2 separate regions of the Bicyclus anynana genome follow, and region 1 is linked to region 2. Evidence: chromatin contacts called from public Hi-C data. All regions are on one chromosome and are shown on one strand. Each heading gives the region's core, a stretch centred on a gene start, on an enhancer-like site or on the middle of the called end of the contact. The rest is flanking DNA. Distances are from core to core; before and after follow the strand shown.

Region 1 (6,181 bases), core at 3,116-5,615, 44 kb before region 2:
TAGGATTTACATAAATATTATGAGTTTAAAATATACAATGAATTAATTATATCATACGTACATACTCGTACAATTAGATTAATTAGTAATTACTAGTCGGTAACTTAAAAATAAAGAATGGATATATAAGAGGAAGTCTGAAAGTGGCGCCAGTGACAGAAAAATTGAGCTGTAGAAGGTTAGCGTGGTATGGACATGTAATTCGTAGGGAGGAAAGTCATATTAGTAGAAAAATGTTGAATGTGCAAGTGGAAGGACATAAGAGGAGAGGAAGGCCAAAGAAGAGATGGCTGGAGTGTGTGAACGAGGCCATGTGTGTAAAGGGAGATGATAATGAGTTGACGAGTAATAAAGACGAATGGGAAACATCGCGACATCTTTTCGTCTGAAATTCCTCAGTGCCTGAAGACAAAAGTCTTCGATCAGTGTATGTTGCCAGTGATGAGCTATGGTTTCGAGACTTGGTCGCTAACTATGGGCCTCATAAGAAAGCTCAGTTCACACAGTGGGCGATGGAACGAGCTACGTTAGGAGTATTTCTGCGTGATCGAATTAAAATGACGAGATCCGCAGAAGAACCAAAGTCCTGACATAGCTCAACGAGTTGCGAAGCTGAAGTGGGCGGGGCACTTAGTTTGAAGAGCCGATGGACGTTGGGATCCCAAAGTGCTGGAATGGCGACCCCGCACTAGAAAGCGCAGTGTTAGTCGACCCCCCCACCAGGTGGACTAACGACATTAAGCGAGACCCAGGGATTCGCTGGATGCAGGTGGCTCAGTATCGTGATGTTTGAAAGTCCCTACAAAAGGCCTATATCGTGCAGTGGACATCCACCGGCTGATATGATGATGATGATGATGATGAAAGACGAATGGAAAAGATTGACATATTTTTCCGACCCCACATATGTGGGATAAGTGAAAGGAGCTGATGATACTAGTAGGTAACTTACTCGCACTAGTGTCATCCTCGTTTTTACTTGTACCAGGGTCTTTTTTACTTGTACCAGGCTCTTGTTTATTGTTATCCAAAAGCTTATTGGTACCAGTCACACGTTTATTGGTATCAGTATTATCGAACTCGATCACATACTCTTCTAAATCTTCTAATTCAGGACGTTTATCAGTCATATTAAAACAACTTTGAATAATCTGCAATTGCTTTATTCATAGGGAAGTTTAAACCACATTTCAATTGGTCGTAACTTCCATTTTTCTGGGTTTTTCCTAATTTTATTTCGTATCAGCTACCGTTTTTAAGGATCCAGTGTAATTGAATTTGGTTTAACTATAATATTTCTAGTGTCAGATACATTTTCAGTGGCTTCAATCACACTTTCGTCAGTATCACCAAATTCATGACCCATATCAGCCTGTGTAAACCTATGGTTGTTTTTCTTGGCCCAGATCAGAAAATTTAGGACTTTACTTTATTCGAACTGCCTTCATATTCCACAAATCATTTATTTAAGCCTTGCATATTCAACTAACGAAATATATTAAGATTATGTGTAAATAATATTTTTATTTTCATTTTAATAACTATATCATAGATAAGCCTTAGTTAGGTTTATACTTTGTCTTATATGGTATTGGAATAGTCTATTCTAAAAACATGATATTGTTGCTATGTATGTTATGAAATGTATTATTTGAAAAGATAAATATACCTACTCACAAAGGTAGCCCAGCTGTTTAAATATTATAATTAATCATAACAGGATACGACATTCAACTCACTGTCTTAAAAAGATTTTTTTGGTATATTAAAATTAATATTAATTATAATATTACTCATACGTTCATAATGCACTCTTTCGTTTATCAGAAAGTTTACAACATAATTTATTCTTGAAATCACAAACAGATTTAATAAATTACTTTTAATTTATTACTAAACGTATAGTCAACGGACTGTGTCTTCATAAAAATACAAATAAAATATGTTTTGGCCTTTAATTCAGGCATTACATAAGATCGCGACGATCACAGTCGTTACGCATTGAATGTACCTTATACTCGTAATGCCTTGGTATTTAGTAAGATTAATCAGTTTGATTTTCTGGTTAACACTAATTATAGATCTTCACTGTGATTCGGAGAATTTGCGTAGTAATTAACCTTTGGATTTTACAAGAAATCTTGCATGAAATCGTGCGATTTATCTTGAAAACTTTTGACTTTAATTTGACTAATAGATGTCACAGTTTGCTGAGAATTCTACCAAAGAGAAAACTACTTTTAGTAGAGTTTTAGTGCTAGAATTATTGGACCAAGAGCCATTAAGACTTTTTTATAAAAGCTGTAAGCTTGACACTCCATCCTCCTATAGCTATGGTCTCTTGATCGTAGGAAACGCAATCTATACTAAAGCTGAAGAGTTTGTTTGTTTGATTGAACGCGCTAATCTCAGGAACTATTGGTCCGATTTGAAAAATTATTTTAGTGTTAGATAGCCCATTTATCGAGGAAGGCTATAGACTATAATTATCCCCGTATTCCTACGGGGACGGGTACCACGCGAGTGAAACCGCGCGGCGTCAGCTAGTCGTATGATAAACGTCAAGAGTGATCTTTTGTTCCGTCGCAGTCAGGCACGATCAAGAGACCAAAGCTTTAGATAGGGTAAAAGTAAGTATGAGAGAGGAAAACTTTCTTATGAACCTTAAAGTTTAATCTTTAATGGTGTTTTTCAATATAGCCCATGCGGCTGACAGTTTTTAATAAAATCACAAAAGTCTGGTCACTCAGTAAGGCTCTAGTTCTATGTCTTGAATCACAAAACCGAAAGGAGTGTGGATTTTCATCCTCCTCCTAACAAGTTAACCCGCTTCTATTAAGATCTAAGGATGGTATCATTACTTACCATCAGGTGAGATTGTGGTCAAAGGCTAACTTGTAAAGAATAAAAAAAACAGAACATAAACGCTAAACGCTTAAGCTATACTAGTAGGTAGAGGTACCTACTATGGCTTAAGCCACATCTAGAAGGCTCTAAATTTCACCCATATTTTCAACAACTATTAGAACTTTTAGATCATTGAGATAAGAAGGAAGACGACGCTTAAAATAATTCATTAGATTTCAGGTGTTTTTTTTTCTTTTTAAATTAAATTTTAATTGAAATGTTCGTCTAAAGAAATAGAAACAAATATTAATAGAAATAGAGGATGCGTGTATTAAATGTAATGTTAAGCTTAGCTAAGACGGAAACACGGAACCCTACTTGGCCAAACTTCAATAAAAAATAAACCATAACACCATGTAAATCGTAAAACAATGTAACGGAAACCGTTTCTTAGCCGTTTAGTTTATTGCAACATTATGCGGCACCTACAAAGTTGAATGGCAACGTTTAATTTAGGAAACTTTGCCGTAACCCCCGCAGCGAAACTAGTGATGGTCCTGTACCGCTAAACTAAATTATCGATACTAAAATTTTTACTTCACTAATGTGTTCGGATACTTAAATACACGAGTAGGTACTTAGTAAACATCGAATTACATAAACCCATCGATACTTCTCTTTTCGGTACCACTAAAGTACAATTCGTGCAAAAATGAGTAGGTAATTACTTCATTCGTCTTCGGATAGTTAAATAAAGAGTACTAAAAGTCGGAACTATCGATACAGATAATGTTATCGATAGTTTTCATCGGTTTTAAGTTCTCATGGTGGATGTTTTATCTAAGGACTAGCTGACGCCACACGGTTTCACCCGCATGGTTCCCGTTCCCGTTGGAATATGGCGATAATATATAGCCTATAGCCTTCCTCGATAAATGGGCTATCTAAAAATCAAACAAACAAACAAACTCTTCAGCTTTATAATTAAGAATCAAACAAACTTACCTTGTGATGTCTGATTCCAATTATGTAAGTGTCGCTGCCAACAACAATTATAGAGCAGTAAATAATATATTTTTTTTAATTTTGTAGTAGATAGGTTGTTGATGGAACGAACAGATTGCAAAATTGAGGTTTATATATGTATATTGTTTTCCTACTATTTGTACTACATACTGGCCACAAATGAATGTTGTACTAAATGTAAAACCATCAACTGTAAAAGAGGCATGACCGCATGGAGACTTTGCAGACATGTTGTAGTCGTGCAATGCTAATGCATTCGCTTAACATTGTCTTCAGTTTTACCCCTCAATACAGAGACGGTGATACTGCTCGATAACATTAATAAGCATGGCTGCATCCCTAGATCCCTGGACGTGGTCTACTACTATACATTTTCTACTACCGCATATATAGAAACAAAAGTATCGATATTTTATCGGATCATCACTACAGAACGGCCGCAGGCTCACGCATTGCAGTGAAAAATGCTACATTACGCGGTGCCTACGCGATAAATTATAGTTATAGCGCTTTAGTCCAGAACACGGCTCGCCCATCTGTGCCACTTGGCGATTTCAGATTTAAACTTCTTGTTAGTATTGCTAGCGAGTTCACTATCCTAGAAAAGTTCATGATGTTTCTCAAAGATAGATAACATAGATAGGCATAATCTCTAGTAGTAGTAGTTTTACTACTCCTAAAAAAAAGGTTCCAAACTCGCACTAACTTATGTAAATTTAGAAAGTGAAATAAACGATCTCTGCAACACTAGATAAGAATAGTTAGATAGAATAAAAGAATATAGATATAATATTAGCCAACACCCGCCACTCCTATCGCGCGAAATTCGCATCCAAAACGGTTCAGTAGTTTAGCCGTGAAAAAATAAAATACACTTCGCATTTATAATATTGGTGGCTACGTTTACCTTTTTTTTGAGATTTTTTTTATTTATTACTTTGTTCTGCCGATATTAGCAAATTCATATATTTTTTTCAGGTTGTGGGATAATTTCCATCAAAAAATAAAATTAACCATGCCAATGGCTCGGTAATAGAAAGACAATGGTTTTATTTTGCAACTTTAATGTGTCTTTGAGACTAATATGACTACTAACAACGTTTTATTTTAATTCTTATGTAAAACGTCGTATCTAAACGAGAAATGAAGGTGCGTGTGCTCTTTCGTTTAATGATAATTTTATACTACATATCGGTTACGTCCCTACAAAATCACCGCAAAAAGAAATTCGAATAATAGGCTGTATAATGTAAAATACTACACTGAGCGCACACATGCATAATTTTCTTTAATTTATTTATGTATATATAGTTTTTACACTTCCTGAACACACAAATCGACATTGTAGACGATATTTAGGTATTATTTGTTTAAAGAACGTTCGTTTTGACCACAACTTACATTGAGATGTGGAAATTACCTCTTTTGAGCGCCTCATTTTTCATGACCTAGTAACACATCTAACAGTATTTAACATCATTGCTTTCGTTCAGCTTTTCGAATCTATCCAGCTTTCGCGCTAAACAGGTTTTAGAATAAGAACATATTGTGTACTATGCTATTGACATTACTTCACGCAATATCTCGCGACGAATGAAAGATACATGTCGACCAATAGCGACAGACTCAAAACATTATTACTATTGCTCTCTCTTTCATTGCGTTGAGAGGAAAAATAATCCGCTATCGGTCGACATTATTCTCATGCGAGTGGTTGACGCTTTTTAGGCCTGCTGTAGACCTATATTGCGCACCACTTACATATTTTTTGTTGTATTATGATATTTGGTAAATGGGTAGGCGACTGTGACGTAGCTAAGCGTGGGCGAAATGGGCGCTCGCCCACGGCTCACTAAAAGGGTCATCACGAAGCCTTGTGTCTCGACTTAACTGACTTCAAAGACAGCTACTATTAAATCATAATAATATGTTTATTATTAAAAAAAAATATTAAAAAAATACAACCTACTTCAAAAAAATAAAACGTACCAACTAAACTAAAAAGTGAAAAATAACATCATACCATGTTCTACCTGCTGATCACTTTGAAGGCGGTGCTAAACCGGTGATGTATTAATTCAAGCCATGTAAGAATATCACAAAGCTTAAGCTTTTACAGATAGTGTTCTTTCATGTGGCTCTTTCAGAATCGACTTAAATTAATACAAAACAGGTTTAGCACAAAAAAATCATACTCGAATTGAGAACCTCCTCCTTTTTTTGAAGTCGGTTAAAAAACAAAGCTAATCGCAGTCGCTGGCTTATTGTAAATGCTGGAACAACAAATTGAAAAACCTAAAGTAGCCCC
Region 2 (6,027 bases), core at 2,891-5,390:
TTTATTTTAACATTGGTTAAAATTAATGATTTTAGTTTCAGATTTTATTTTATTTTACTTATATTATATATTTTTCAACCGGTTAACCTGTAGATTATGATTATGTAAATAAATTTATGTAAATTGCAGCTCAAAACATAAAATGAAATTAACTTCAAATTTAGTTTGTTCTCAAAAACAAGGCTGTGATTGCCAGACCTTCGTCAGCTTTATGAAGTAATAGGTTTCAATACTTTTTTTTAATATTATTTTTGAAGCAATGCCACAAAGCTGCCAACAAATGTAATTGTAAGATCTTCGACAGCTTTTGAGGTTCCAGATTTTTAAAGTCATTTTTTAATTGTTTTTTTTAATTATTGCCACAAATCAATCTTTGGGCACTTAGCCTAATGATTAGGGGCATATTTTTCATAATGTTTGGAACAGTTAAGGGTCTTAACCCTTAAAACTGGCTACCTTTAAATGCCACTATGGTCCAAACTCCATAATTAGCTACCATGGCATCTATGACATGCTCATGGACTGACAAACTGTCAGCCTTCAGGTTTGACTGAGACAGACTTATCATATACATATTAAAATATATGATACAGATCTCTGATTATGCAGATCCAAATACATATTAATACTGATAAAATAAAAATGCTATCACTTTATTATGAGTTGCTAACTCAAATTAATAATTTAACGCCTTAATTATTATCAATATATATTACACTAGTATAAGCAAAAACTTATCAGATCATAATTCAATTGTTAAGTGAATTAAATTATCAAAGATTTCAACAGACTTACTCATTTTCAAAAATTGTAGAAGTGTGAAGTAAAATGTAAATTTAATAAAATTATTTTTTGACACTGAGTTATGATACATTTTGTAGATTTCTTATATAATATTAATAACTGGATAAAAGTGTTTATTTTATTTTAAATAAAGATTTTATTTTTATAAAATTAGTAAGCTTAGCTGTTATTTTTTAAGAATTATTACAGAGATACTGAATACTACATTTTCTAGAATTTCACAGTTTCGATATTTGGATTTAACATATAAACAATAGTGAAAATTAAAATTAAACACAATATGTTTCCTATTATTTTTTGCTATTATCACAATACTAATTTAATACATACACATATGCCTGCCTTATATGACAGGGACATGTAGCCTAAACCCACCATGCTGATCCAAGAGTTGGCTGGTTTAGAGTGATGATGTTAAATTCTTTAACTACTAATACCCAAGATTGAAACCCAGGACTCATAAGAAGGCTCAGAGTAACACAACGGGCGATGATACAAGCTATACTAGGAGCATCTTTGTGTGATCGAATCAGAAATGAGGAGATCCACAGAAGAACCAAAGTCAACGACATAGCTCAACGCGTCGCAAAGCTGAAGTGACAATGGGCGGGGCACATAGTTTGAAGAGCCGATGGATGTTGGGGTCCTGGAATGGCTATACCATACTAGAAAATGCAGTTGGTTGACTCCTCACCAGGTGGACTGACAACATCAAGCAAGTCACAGGGATTTTCTGAATGACGGCTACTCAGGATCGTGATGTTTGGAAGTCCCTACAAAAGGCCTATGTATGTCCTGCAGTGGACTTCCATCGGCTGATATAATGAAGATGATAATAATCACTGGATGAATAAGGCAATTACAAATATACAGTGGCGTGTTCATAGATGCAAAAATGCACTGCCTAAGGACTCAATACAAAAATAATCTTGGACCACAGAATAGTTAGTTGGACAAGGAATTTTGCAATGTTTACTAATTGTGCATACCCTAGTTAAAAACCTTGTGCACACCACTGCAAATATACATTGCTAATGAATATGTTATAGAATGTGTCTCTGCATAATGTTGTCACTTAAGTATGTGTATAGACACAAATTACTTGTAAATATATTCAAATGTAGATTTATGTGAGTCATAATTCTTTGCATACATTCAAAGGTCAGGATGTGTTATAAGGCAAAGATTTTATAATAGAGATAGGTAAGTCACTAGTGCATCAAAACTGAGGCAAACTAAAATAGCTAATTATTATCCCAATTTCATTAAGTCACATAGCAAACAATGACAGTTATTTAAAAAAAAAATACCCAATGTCGAGTTGTGTGTTCAGGAACTGTGTTCAGTGAAATACTGTATTTACATGAATATCTAACAGTATTAAACACACAATTGTGTGTGTGCGTGCTTAGTGGAGTAGCTAAATTCAGCTCTATTTTTGCAGTCATTTTGTTGGTATATCTATAGTATAAAATATTTAATTAAATTTATTTCCTCATTTATTTATTTCTCTTTTTTTTAATTTTTAACAATGTCAGTTTTTAACAAACAAAACCCTCCCACTGCGGGATATTTTAGTAGCTAAGCAACCGGTGGTCAGGGCTCCAGAGCGGGAAACCTCCTTTTAATAAGCGCTGTGTCAAGAATCACTGCCTTCTGTATCCAACTCTTGATCCAACAGTTAAGTGAAAGCTTCTTTAGGTATTGCTCAAAGCTTTTCACTTTATGACCATTGACTAAAACGACTATTGGAACAATAATAGTTGATTATTATGATTTTCTTTTTTTTTTTCTCCTTTCTCTTATACTGTTACTCGGCAATCTGTCATTCAACATTGAGCTATTCGTCTGTTGGTTAGAGGTTAGGGTCATCAGAAGGAGTACCTTACCTTACCTTGTCAGCCGATAAATGTCCACTGCTGGACATAGGCCTCTTGCATGGACCTACAAGCACAACGATCTCGAGCCCCCAGCGAGAAGGAGTAAGTCCATTAACAAATCTCCCATTATGCTGTATTCTAGCTATCTTTCTTGGCTAGATTTCAAACACTGTTGTGTTTCAGTCTGCAAAAAAGCAGGCTGCCATCTCCTTCTAGATTGTTTGCCAAGTCATTGATTATTATGATGAATCAGAGTTTTTCACATGGAGGTAATCTTGTGAGCAAGATAAGTAAAATATTGTTGTAATAAAGCGCATGATGACTGATGAGACATTTTGTCTGTAAGCAGCTTAAAGGAAGAATAGATAATGATTTTTACACTAACTCCAGGGCATAATTTCCAGCACTGGTCAAAATATTGTGAATAGAAATAGACAAATGACAAAACTACATACAAGCAAATATCTATTTTATTTTCATGGATTAAATATGGTTTACCAGGTGGGCGCTAATTAGATCAGGAGGCAGGTGCTAACTAACAAAACAATTGACAAAAATGTAAGAGATTTGGAAACCTACCAATCAGAAAGATGAAAATCAGTACATTAACATGTTATCCCATTAAAACAACTGCATTAAAAAATATATCTACCCTGCATTTTGTATGCAGGTTTTAAATATTTATAATAATTGTGATAAAATTTGTTAACCTACTAATATTATAAATGCAAAAGTTTTTATGGATGTTTGGTTTGATGTTTGTTACTCTTTAACGCCGCAACAACTGAACCAATTTGTCACTTCTCATTCCGGAAAAATCCATGGTTTTAAAGGAATTTGTGAAAACTTAAATTTCACGCGGACGAAGTCGCGGGCGTACGCTAGATAAACAATAAATTTCAGTCACAAAGCTATTACGGTTGTAAAAAAATGTGATTTTTTTCCATTATATAGAAGTAGAGAGGACTACTGCTATAAAAGTTATAAAATGTTACAATAATTAACAATTCCCTTAGCAAAAAACAACGAAACGGGATCAAGAACGGTAAATACTTAACAGGCATCATAGCAACAGTTACCTTGCAAAAACAGTACAAAAAAATATATTAATTAAAATGTATATTTCGTGATTCATGTGAAAATTTTAAAACTTACTTACTATCACAATATTTTTTTAAAAAAAGAACACCTTTTTTAAAACATGCTACGCAAAACGCGTGGTCGTTTTAAAACACGCACTATCAGATGAAGACAATACTTACCAAAACATTAAACACCGCACATAATTGTTAATAATGTTTGAAAGTCTGTTCTTTATTCATTAACTTTAAACTTTATCACATAATCGTACATAAGGTTATTTAATTTAAACTACACGTGCACATAAAACTAATAAACGACCGCCTACAATAACGTCGTAATTCACTTTTCGTTTATTCTATGCTCGCTACGCTAGCGCTAGTCGCTTCTCTGTGCTCTGTGATCACAAACGTCAAACTCTGTGATCCCTGCATTCTCTTTTCTATTTCCCATAAATAGATTTACTCTTTGCTTTTCTATTCTAAATTAAAATCAAATCAATAATCATTTATTTGTAAAGATTCTACCACCGGTTCGGAAGGCAGGTTCTACTGAGAAGAAACCGGCAAGAAACTCGAAAGTTGCTCTTTTTAAAAAATCATACAGTATTATAATTTTCAATTGATGATAACATTACAATTTCTTATAGTTTTACTTTTTGTGTGAAGGTGAAAGCTGATCCAATGGCCTCCAAGCGCTTTTATCTTTAAGGAACTCATCAATGTTGTAGTAACCTAAGTAAATATTTTTAACACATTGCTTAAAGCTAAGCATTGGCAGGTCCATCACAGTCTTGGGGATCTTGGGGATCGATCATTATAGACTTATCTAATTTTATAACATTTGGCAATTAAAACTCAATACATTTAGTTTTCTTGGCATTTAAAAGTAGATTATTTGCAGTGAACCAATTCAACAGATGCGATATGGCACGGTTTACGTCGTCAGAGTTATCTTTATTTCTGTCCGTCTTAAAAATTAAGGATGTCTCATCAGCAAACAGTACAATCTCACATATGCCTCTGACATGGTATGGTAAATCGTTAATGTACACTAAGAATAGAAAAGGACCCAGAATTGAACCCTGTGGGACGCCCATTTTGGTAGTGGAACCGTGCGACTTTATATCATTTATGCATACCTACCTTTAGTGTTCTATCACTAAGATAAGAGGCAATGAGATCGAGTGCAACACTTTTAATGCCATAGTGGCTTAACTTGAGTAGAAGGGTGTTATGGTCATATTATCAACACAATCGAACGCCTTGGACAGATCACAGAACACAAAAATAGCATTCTTAGAACTTTCCCATGCTTCATAAATATGTTTTAAAAGTTTAGCCCCTGCATCAGTTGTATTGCTACCTTTTGTAAAACCATACTGTTCAGGATGAAACAAGTTATTTAAATTAAAATGACATAAAAGTTGATTTAATATGATTTTTTCAAAGACCTTGCTAAGTGTTGGCAATATTGTAATCGGTCTATAAATATCGAAATAGTGTTACCAACTCCTTAAAATATTTTCCCCTTAGAATGCCCAATAGTATACTTGAAAATCGCCGTAAAATAAAAACATAAATAAATACACATAAATTACTGACATTTTTTTCAAATGTTCTTAAACAGCCCTGGAGTGGTCGCGTGGATTACATAATTATGTAGTCCACCCAGACATAACATCGTATGATCACTTTGAAGGCTATTCCAAGCCAGTGACGTATTAATTAAAGCCGTTTCTGAAAGAACTTCGGGAAAGAACTGTCTCTAAATCCTAAAAGTTTATGATTTAATCGGCTAAAAATAAGATGTTATTTTTTGCTTTTTAGTTTATTTTTGTGATTTTATTTTTCTGTATTTAGTGTGTCCTAGCATTTAATTTTCACTAAAATTAAATGGGACCAATCTGAAAGTATACTCTTTCAAACAAAAAAATAATTTTTAAAATTTGTTTAGAAATGACGAAGTTATGCGGTAACAAATATTTAAATAAAAAAAATGAGACATGTTCAGAGTCGCATAAGCACCACAGGATATGAGTGCAGCAAAGTGTGATGGATTACATATGTAGTCCACGCGACCACTTACGTTAGTATTTTTGACAAATCGATATTTTTGTTATTATTCGTTTTATGAATAATTATACATAAAATATATTTATTCGTTGCAAGTTGTTTGTAATGATTTAAAACTTGAATTTTTCAAAATAAAAGTGGATAGTCTACAATTTGCACAGTTTAAGTCGTGTTTTGCTTAAATATTT

What was found. Hi-C and Micro-C count contacts between places; a contact is called where the count stands out from the background.
Region 1: a contact with region 2 is called in a Hi-C map of whole body, with 2.0 times the contacts expected there. The contact joins the enhancer-like site here to the promoter of LOC112045388 in region 2. A contact is called at or near these places in 2 of 2 Hi-C or Micro-C datasets (whole body and whole larva).

What each region holds. Positions count from the first base shown.
Region 1 is chr24:4,107,410-4,113,590 of ilBicAnyn1.1, reverse strand. All of the region lies in intron 3 of LOC112045388 (equilibrative nucleoside transporter 1), which reads right to left. Among protein-coding and RNA genes, the nearest start is that of LOC112045422, 36 kb to the left of the region's middle. Within about 2 kb of position 4,365, at least 1 of the 8 cell types and tissues checked has open chromatin away from gene starts, as enhancers often do.
Region 2 is chr24:4,063,684-4,069,710 of ilBicAnyn1.1, reverse strand. It overlaps LOC112045388 (equilibrative nucleoside transporter 1), which reads right to left and starts at 4,140. Exons shown (of 10, transcript XM_052888904.1): 1 at 3,947-4,140.